Linked DNA regions of Danio rerio: region 1 is linked to region 2. Evidence: chromatin contacts called from public Micro-C data. All regions are on one chromosome and are shown on one strand. Each heading gives the region's core, a stretch centred on a gene start, on an enhancer-like site or on the middle of the called end of the contact. The rest is flanking DNA. Distances are from core to core; before and after follow the strand shown.

Region 1 (4,594 bases), core at 1,752-4,251, 44 kb after region 2:
CCCAAAGTGTGCAAGAAAATATCCCCCACACCATTACACCATCGCTACGAGCCTAAAGCATTGACACAAGGCACGTTGAATTCTGATGCTTGATTTGAACTGCAGCAGATCGTCTTGATGTCTATGTGCCTAAATGCATTGAATCACTGCCATGTGATTGGCTGATTAGAAATTTGCCTTAACGAGAAGTTGGACAGGTGTACCTAATAAAATTGCCGGTGAGTGTAGAGTACAGTAGTTTTTTTTATATATATATATATATCTTCAGGCATGAATGCTTTATACATCAGAATGTATTATTTCCTTTGTTCTTGTTCAAAAGAACCAAGAAAACAGTACCCCAAGTGTGAATAAAGAGTATCTAATTTAGTGTAATCTCTCACATATGCTCACACTTGTGCTAAATTTGACCCTATGTGATAACTATAGCGAACTATCAATGAACACACATGCAGACATTCTCATATCACAGTGCAGTCACTGTAAACAGCCAATGGCTTGACATGATATACAAATAACAAAGATTTTTCTGTCTTCCACAGTCATTACAAACCCCACTAAGTGGTTTATTCCCCATAGGCACAGTGAGGAAAACTAGACAGTGAAATGACCGCAATAAAATATAAATGGCCTGATGTGTACACAGAGAGTTGAAATATTAGGCCATGGGTGTAAATCAAACCTCTCGTTATAATACAATCATAATGCATCTTGACATTCGGTAAAACTGCATTTACATATCTACAAAATAGTAAGTACTAGATTTCTAATGTTTCATTCATTTTACTCAAGGAAGTGATTCAGGCAGTGGGACACAAGACGCGCTTTGGTTGCCATGGCGACAGTGGGTGGGAGGGGAAGCTGAAGCCCAAACACCTGATGTTTACGTGTGCAAATGAAAGAGCAAGAGGCTTATTGGTGAATTTAGTCCCTTTAGAGCCTATTAGAAGTATTGTGTCACCAGAGACTGTCGTGATGCATGTGATGTTATTGTTAACTAATATAAAACTGCAAAAAATCTTTTTTGTTAAGTTGAAATAACTTGAAACAAGTATTACAAGTAAGCTTAAACAGTTGAAATGATAAATACAGCATTGACAATTGACTGAATATGTAACACGTGTATGTAATGTAGTCTAGAACGGACTGTAATATGTAAAATGTAGAATGGAAAATATTTCAGTAAATGGAAATGTTTGGGTAAAGATAAATCATAGAAATGAACACAAAACTAAAAAAGTAATTCAAATATTCAATAATATAATTAAAGTAGTAGCTATATTAAAAGTATCCCTTGAAACAATTTCTAAATTAACTAACATGGAATAACAGTCTATTTTATGTTTACCCTGACACAGTTTTTACAGATACAGATGAAAATTTTTAATTGTTAATTCATGTAATTTATTAAGCATAACTGTAAATAAACATTACAAGTACCAAATACACTGCATAATGGGTGATGTGTTGTCTTCAATTTAGACATTTTTATTAATAAATATTAGACCTTTAAAGTCTATTTGTATTTTTTTTTTGTATTAATCATTCAAAAATAAAAAAGAACATGATTGACATCAGTGGTTCCAGGATGAAAAATCTTTAACTTCAATGGAACCTTTTCATCACATAAACAGGATCCAAAAATACAAGCATCTCTATGAAAACTTTTTTTTTTAATTGTGTATGAACATCACTAATACTCTATCACCCCAAAATGGAAAAGCTAAACTGGTAAAAAAATTTTCCTAAAAAAGGAAAGGCTAAACTGTCAGAATTCCAAAACAATACACAAATTCACAGTCGTGCAATGATAGTGTTACACCGTAATCAATCAAGTGGGTATTTTAGGGGGCTTTTGCCAATCGAGTTCCCTTACTTTAGGGTGTGTTACCGTGGCAATATGACAACAGACGAGCACCCTCCCCCGTTGACCTCACCCTGAGGGAAAACTTTTCTCTAAGCTTTGTTCCACAACTCCTGAATGGATTGTCTACAATTCATCTCACCATGAGAAATGGGATGGGTTACTAAAGAAGCTGGCTTCAGAGGATTACAATAAAGCACATCACAATCTTTGACAAAGCAGCACAAAAGCACTAGTAATAGCCCTAAGGGTCTCTGATGGGGCAAGCTGATAAGCAACAGAATCAGTCAAACGTATACATTCGTACTTTACACTTTTCTCTTGTCAATGTACATTCATAAAATACAGCCTGCTGTGACTAAGACAGATTTCAGATGATGTAATGTTTACTGACCATGCAAGCACAACATTGTTAAATAAAGGAGGGCTTTGGAGCAGGAACCATGGTATACTTTTCTTATTAAAGTCTGAACAACATGTTCAGATTACAGGGGAGCTGACTCATGGGACGAGTGAGGTTACACCATTACTGTGATCTTTAGTGATGCATCCTGTAGGGTGACAGCGACCACACTGAAGGCTACAGATCAAACCTGAGTGTTAATGAGACGGAAACACTGATGGATCGATCAGACATGAGAGTTAAGACTCAAATAGTACAATCAATAAATGAATAAAACCCATGCGTTAATATTTACATCACAGTGTGATAGCATATATATATATATATATATATATATATATATATATATATATATATATATATATATATATATATATATATATATATATATATACATACATACATACATACATACATATACATAGTCATTAAAAATGATATTTAACCTATGTGGTGCTTTCAAGGGAAGACTATTAAAATGATGCCTTCAATATAATCAAGCCGTTAAATGAGTCTGAACGCAAGGTATATGTGTATCTCTAGGACATCGCTAGAGCAAACAAAATCCGTCAGCCGCAGATAAAAGAGTAAAGGCTGAACGAAATGTATACGACTAAGCATACACTTTAAACTGGGTTAAAGAACTTACCTTAAACAGTGTAAGGGAAATAAGCACTAGTTTTTTCCCCTGTTGCGGCAGGTGCGTGTATCCTAGAGAAGGTGTGTGTTGGTGTCAGCGGCATTCTGCGCGGCCAGCGCTGCAGCGACGCTCAAGGATGCAGTGCATTACAGCCTGCTGACGTTCTGCGCATGCGGTGTGCGTCGGGAGCTCGCATGAGCGGTGAGGTTGTGAGACTGGCTCAGGTGAATCGGAACCGCTTGAGCCTGACGTGTGTCACCCGCTGGTGACGAGGATAACATAACACAGCTCAGGCACAAATATTAATATTGACACACATCGTCGCAGGTTGTTTATTAAACATACAGGTCTGTTTGGCAACCATGGAGACAATAAAAGCAGTTTTCTAAACACATACTGTAATTTGAGAATTATTTTAAAGTTATTTACAGTAATCTACCAAGTATTCTTCTTAGGCAGTTTGAGCTCGAATCCTATATTAGCTTTTTGGTTCAAATCTAGTGGGCAGTGCTGTAGTGATTTGCATACATTTTGCTTCCCTGTCAAACAAATTAAATCACTCTTAGACAGCAAAGTCGAGTGCTCTCATTTCATCTTGTGGAAAATATTGTGGACCGTCTATCCATGAGAATAACATAAAGACACGTGGTTTGTGGATGTATAGAGCCTTTGGCTTTATACATATTCTATACTACAAGCAGATGTCAGTGAAAAGGTGAACTTTAGTTAGAAATGCAACAGTGCCCTCTGTCGGCATAATTCAGTCTTGAGTCTATAAAAAGCTGCTTGTCATAATGCAGGGGTTTTCAATCTTTTAGATGCCATTTACCCCCATCCACCCTAAAATGCAATATGCATAGATATTATTCATTCATTTATTCATTTTCTTGTCGGCTTAGTCCCTTTATTAATCCGGGGTTGCCACAGCGGAATGAACCAGCAACTTTTCCAGGAAGTTTTTTTACGCAGCGGATTCCCTTCCAGCCGCAACCCATCTCTGAGCCGAGGTTCGAACCAGCGACCTTCTTGCTGTGAGGCAACAGCACTACCTACTGCGCCACTGGCTCGCCGCATAGATATTATATCTTGTATAAAGACTCCACACGTATACAGTGAAAATCAAGTGAAAATGCTACTTGTGAACGTTGGGTAAATATATCTATTATATACAGTGCTCAGCATACAATTGAAGTCAGAATTTTTTGACCTCCTAAATTATTAGCCCCCCTGTTTATTTTTCCCCCAATTTCTGTTTAACAGATATTTAATTTTTTTTAACACTTTTGTAAACAATAGTTTTAATAATTCAATTCTAATAACTGATTTATTTTATCTTTGTCATGATGGCAGTAAATAATGTGTGACTAGATATTTTTCAAGACACTTTTATATAGCTTAAAGTGACATTTAGAGGCTTAACTAGGTTAATTAGGTTAACTAGACAGGTTAGGGTAATTAGGCAAGTTATTGTATAATGATGGTTTGCTCTGTAGACTATCTAAAAATAAATAGCTTAAAGGGCTAATAACTTTGACCTTAAAATGTTCTTTAAAAAAAAAACTGCTTTTATTCTAGCCGAAATAAAAGAAATAAGACTTTCTCCAGACGAAAAAATATTATCGGACATACTGTACAGTGAAAACATAATTTGGGAAATATTTAAAAAAAAAAAAAAAAATTTAAAGGT
Region 2 (4,719 bases), core at 1,644-4,143:
TCGGACTACAAAACCAGTCATAAGACTTTTTTTTATTTATTTATTTTTTATTAAGATTTGTGTATGAGAAAACTATAGAATAAATAAACTTTCATTTGATGTGAGGTTTATTAGGATATGACAATGTTTGGGTAGGACTAAGATACAACTTTTGTGGAATGAAAGATGTGGAATCTGAGGGTTAAAATGTGTAAAAAATTGACGTTTAAATATGTCTAAATTAAGTTCATATTCAGAAGATTTATTGCCATTAAAACATTATACTTTTGACTATTTTTGGTACTGTCAAAAATATACATGTGTGACATAAGACATAAGGTTTTGCTGTTTATGTTCACATTGTTTTTCTGTGGTTTAAAGGTTACTTCTTGTTGGGGGAAAACAAAAACAACAACAAATAAGATACCAGATACTCTTGATTTATTTGGTGAATGAAAGCACCTTTACTACAGAAACAAATGAACAAAGCACTGTATTTATACCTTTGGCTTTAATCCAAAAGGACTTATTGGATATTTATTGAATATGTTTGCCATTGTCTGTTTTCTCTGACAGCTGAATCCATGGCATTACTCACTCTTTTTCGTGTGGGTTTCCTCCGGGTGCTTCTTTTTCCTTCACAGTCCAAAGACATGTGGTACAGGGGAATTAGGTAAGCTAAAATGTCCGTAATGTATGAGTGTTTGTGGATGTTTCGCAGAGATGGGTTGCGGCTGGAAGGGCATATGCTGTGTAGAAAATGTGCTGAATAAGTTGGCGGTTCATTCCGCTGTGGCAACCCCGGATAATTAAAGGGACTTAGTGAAAAGTAAATGAATGAATTAATTAATGAAAATAAGTGGATCTAACCTCTGAGATCTAGTTGCTGCCCTAGACAATAGGCAAAAAACAAAATAGTCTTTACTCTGATGTATTCATAGAGAAACAGTCCATATTATATGTAGATTAAAATACAATGTTAAATATTGCACGTTTTTTAAAAGTAAAGGTTGCAAATGAGGGTTTTTGCAACTAATGCCACAGAAGAACGGCTTTTAGTTCCACAAAGAACCTTTTGTCAACAATTCTTAAAAATAAACATTTCTTACTGTAAACTAAGAATAATTTAATGATTTGTGGAACACTTCCAGTTTAAAGAATTTTTTTTGGAATTTGAAGTAAAGGCACTAAGCTTAAAAGAAAATGAATGAATGAATGAATAAATGAAAGTTTTGATGTCTCTATATATACATTTTATTGGTCTATATATGTAGACTTAAGTAAATTGAACCATAATTAACATGACTCGTATTAATACTGATTAACAATGATGATCCAAAACACTATGATCAGTCACAGATAAATGGGTCAATCAGTGCTTCTGAAAATACTATCGGTTGGATTTAGGGAAAGAGGAGGGTGGGTCAGTCGATTAGTCAGTCAGTCAGTCAGTCAGTCAGACAGTCAGTCAGTCAGTCAAACAGTCAGTCGACAGTGGCCTCTGGTGAATTTACGATAGAAGAGCAGGCGCAAATGGTACGCAAGAGAAATTTGAGATCTAAAAAAAGTGTACACAGCGGCCTCTGGTGGATTCGTGAAAACAAAAACTGCAAAAAAATAAATAAATAAATGTCTCTGGCGCTTTCCAGAATTGTATATAGAGGTACGTTTTTAGAATGAGCCTGGGTTGGATCGATTAGACAGTGAGACAGTGATTCATTGCTTGTTCAATGCTTGACAAAATGGTCAGGAACAAAGATCTGAGTGACATTGCAAGTACGAGATTGTTATTTGAGGACTTTCACCATAAACCGCTGACAGTGTTGAGCATATAATTTCTCAAATGTGGCACATTTCTTTGTAAAATTCAAATATATTTTATGTAAAATAACAAAAATAAATTGTAATTTGAAATTCCAAAAAGAAAACCTAATTAATAATAGAAGCAGGCAGTTAATTCATAAAATGCACCAATATGTTGACAGTAAATTATCACGTATTTTATTTAACACACAAATTTGAGTGTGCATAAACACTGTTTATTCAATCAATTTTCTTTTTGTATTTGCACTCAGCACTGTTTCATAGTGGGTAATATCAGGTCTGGTGTGCAGTTTTCTTGTGCAATAGTTGTCTTCACACTTCAGTCAGTGAAGATTTTTGTTTTTATCCTAGTTTTTATTTATTTATTTTTGTTATTGTTGTTAGTTGCACTTGATTTGTTAACTGCACTTATTATTGTCTGTTTTGCAGATAAGGCCTAACCATACCCTGGTTTGTTTATAGATTTTCTTAATTGTGTTGTATTGTAGTATACATGTTTTTGCACTGTAAGGCTTGCTTTAATTTCACATCATTTGTGTAGTGAGAAAAACTTTAAATGTATTACTTTGACAAGAATCGCTTTAAAAAGATATGCTCGGTTTTCTATCCTTAGTTAACATCAGCATAACAACATTTAGCTTGCTGCAAAGACTGATTTTTTTTTTCATAAGAAATACAATTAAAATAAATAAAATTGTAGTTGCACCAAAAAAACTTAATTCATTCACCTTCATAAATATCACATCCTCACTCTTTGTTCAATAGTATAATTAATGTTGCTTTTTAAATTTATTTAAGATTATGATCTTAATAAAAAGTACTTATTTTTTTGTTTTCACAGTCATAGGTTGGGAACAACATTAGAGGGGCTCTAAATGTTGTCAGAAGTCAAATAAATTTAGCGGGAGAACTATCTCTTGCAATGGTACAGAGGTGTTTTCACTCCGTTAAGTTGTACAGTAGTTTGATATTTAGAGCGATTCAAATGAAAGTGCCTTTTAAGGGTAAATAGTTCTTGACTGGAACAGCATTACCATGACAACTGGAGAGCTAGAATAGAGACCACCATAAAAGTCAGGCGGTGGGAAAAGTTTCTCGTGCCAGGATTAGCCAGTACTGGTAATGCTATTTCAAACAATCAACAGCAGGTGGCATTCTAGTAGAGGAAACATTAATGAAAAAGAAACTCTGGCAGAATAATAAAAAAAGTGTTTGCCCAGACCTACAGTGGTGTGTTGCAAGTGCCTTTAAGGTGTTAAAAAAGCAGCAACACAAATAGGCAATATTTTTGTGCTTTTTTCTGTCAGTGCTAGGTATGGGTTTACTCTTGTTTGCCTCACCATACCTGATTTGCATTTTACTTTCACTCATACGCACACACCCACGCAACTAAACAATGGGTGTGGCTCAACAAAAAAAAGGTGACCACTGTCAATAGAAAACCATGGTTGGCTTGATAAATACCCTACGGACAAGACACTGAAGATGAAAAGGGAAAAACAAAACAAAACAAAATGCAGTTTATTTCAAGTTTTCTTAATGTTATGTTCAAATATGCAAGATAGGCATTATTTTATGAAATATGGAAATTTTTGTTTGTTTCTCAGAAACTAAAAAAAACTCATTCATTTTCATTTCTGCTTAGTCCCTTTATTAAACAGGGGTTACCACAGTGGAATGAACTGCCAACTTATCCAGCATATGTTATCACGCAGAGGAAACCCTTCCAGCTGCAACCCAGTACTGGGAGACATCCATACACCCTTGCATTCACACACATACACTACAGTGGGGGAAACCGAAGCACCCAGAGGAAACCCATGCCAACACGGAGAAAACATGCAAAATCCACACAAAAATGCCAGCTGATCCACCTGAGGCTCGAATCAGCGACCTTTTTGCTGTGAGGTTACAGTGCTATTTACTATGCCACCGTGTTGTGCTCAGACAAAGAATAAAATGTTTAAAAATAGGCAAGTTATGTTTGGACATATAGCTTCAGAATAATAATGTGTAACATAAAATAAATAAATTAAGCTTAGTGAGTTTAAGTGCCACGGGTTGAAGATTCTGGCACATTCTAAAACAGTTAAAGTGAAAAAAAAACTTAACATGGCTTAATGTACCTAAACATTAACTTTTCATTCATTTTCTTTTCGGCTTAGTCCTTTATTAATCTGGGGTTGCTGCAGCGCAATGAACCGCCAACTTATCCAGCATATGTTTTACGCAGTGGATGCCCTTCCAGCTGCAAATCCTCTCTGGGAAATAAACATCAACCATAGAAACCCAAATTTTTGTCAATCTTTACTTGCAATTAACCTCAACTACTGTAAAAAGAGGGAGCCCCAATTCCACAGTTAAAGTGAAAAACATCACATTAAGCGTTTTCTTCCAAAACACTTTGTGATGTCAAAAGAATGAACTCTGATTTTAGTAAGTAAAAATTTTACTGTTATGCATTTTAAGTCCATTATAAGGAAACAGCTTAATTCACCTTAACACCGACCAGGGAACCCCAAATATTCTGTCAAACTTGACTTATGATACCAATAACTTTTGTCAAAAGAGTGGGCCCTAATTCCATAGATAAAGTGAACAATATCACGTTGTGTTCTCTCACATTAAAGTTCATAATAAGAAAAGGCTTAACGTAACTTTACAACAACCGAGGGAAACCAAATGTTAAAAAAGCTGTTTATAAAATCAAGGTTAGAGTTAATCACAAGTAAATCTGATAGAAATTGTATTTTCCCCGCTTATTGTTAAGGTACTTTAAGCCACGTTAAGCTTTTTCCTTATAATAGACAATGGGGGAGAAAACGTTTAATGTGATATTTTTCACTTTATCTATGGAATTGGGGCTCGCTCTTTTTACAGTAGTTGAGGTTAATTGCAAGTAAAGTTTGACAAAAT

What was found. Hi-C and Micro-C count contacts between places; a contact is called where the count stands out from the background.
Region 1: a contact with region 2 is called in a Micro-C map of caudal fin, with 18 times the contacts expected there. The contact joins the promoter of fhdc1 here to the enhancer-like site in region 2. A contact is called at or near these places in 2 of 18 Hi-C or Micro-C datasets (caudal fin and an unstated tissue) and 1 of 4 datasets of contacts at active chromatin or transcription factors (caudal fin).

Annotation. Positions count from the first base shown.
Region 1 is chr1:27,055,842-27,060,435 of GRCz12tu, forward strand. fhdc1 (FH2 domain containing 1) reads right to left here and starts at 3,002. Exons shown (of 12, transcript XM_001920021.7): 1 at 2,917-3,002.
Region 2 is chr1:27,012,203-27,016,921 of GRCz12tu, forward strand. No RefSeq gene overlaps it. Among named protein-coding and RNA genes, the nearest start is that of trim2a, 26 kb to the left of the region's middle. Within about 2 kb of position 2,894, at least 2 of the 62 cell types and tissues checked have an H3K27ac peak or open chromatin away from gene starts, as enhancers often do. A contact at or near this core is called in caudal fin, where this site is marked.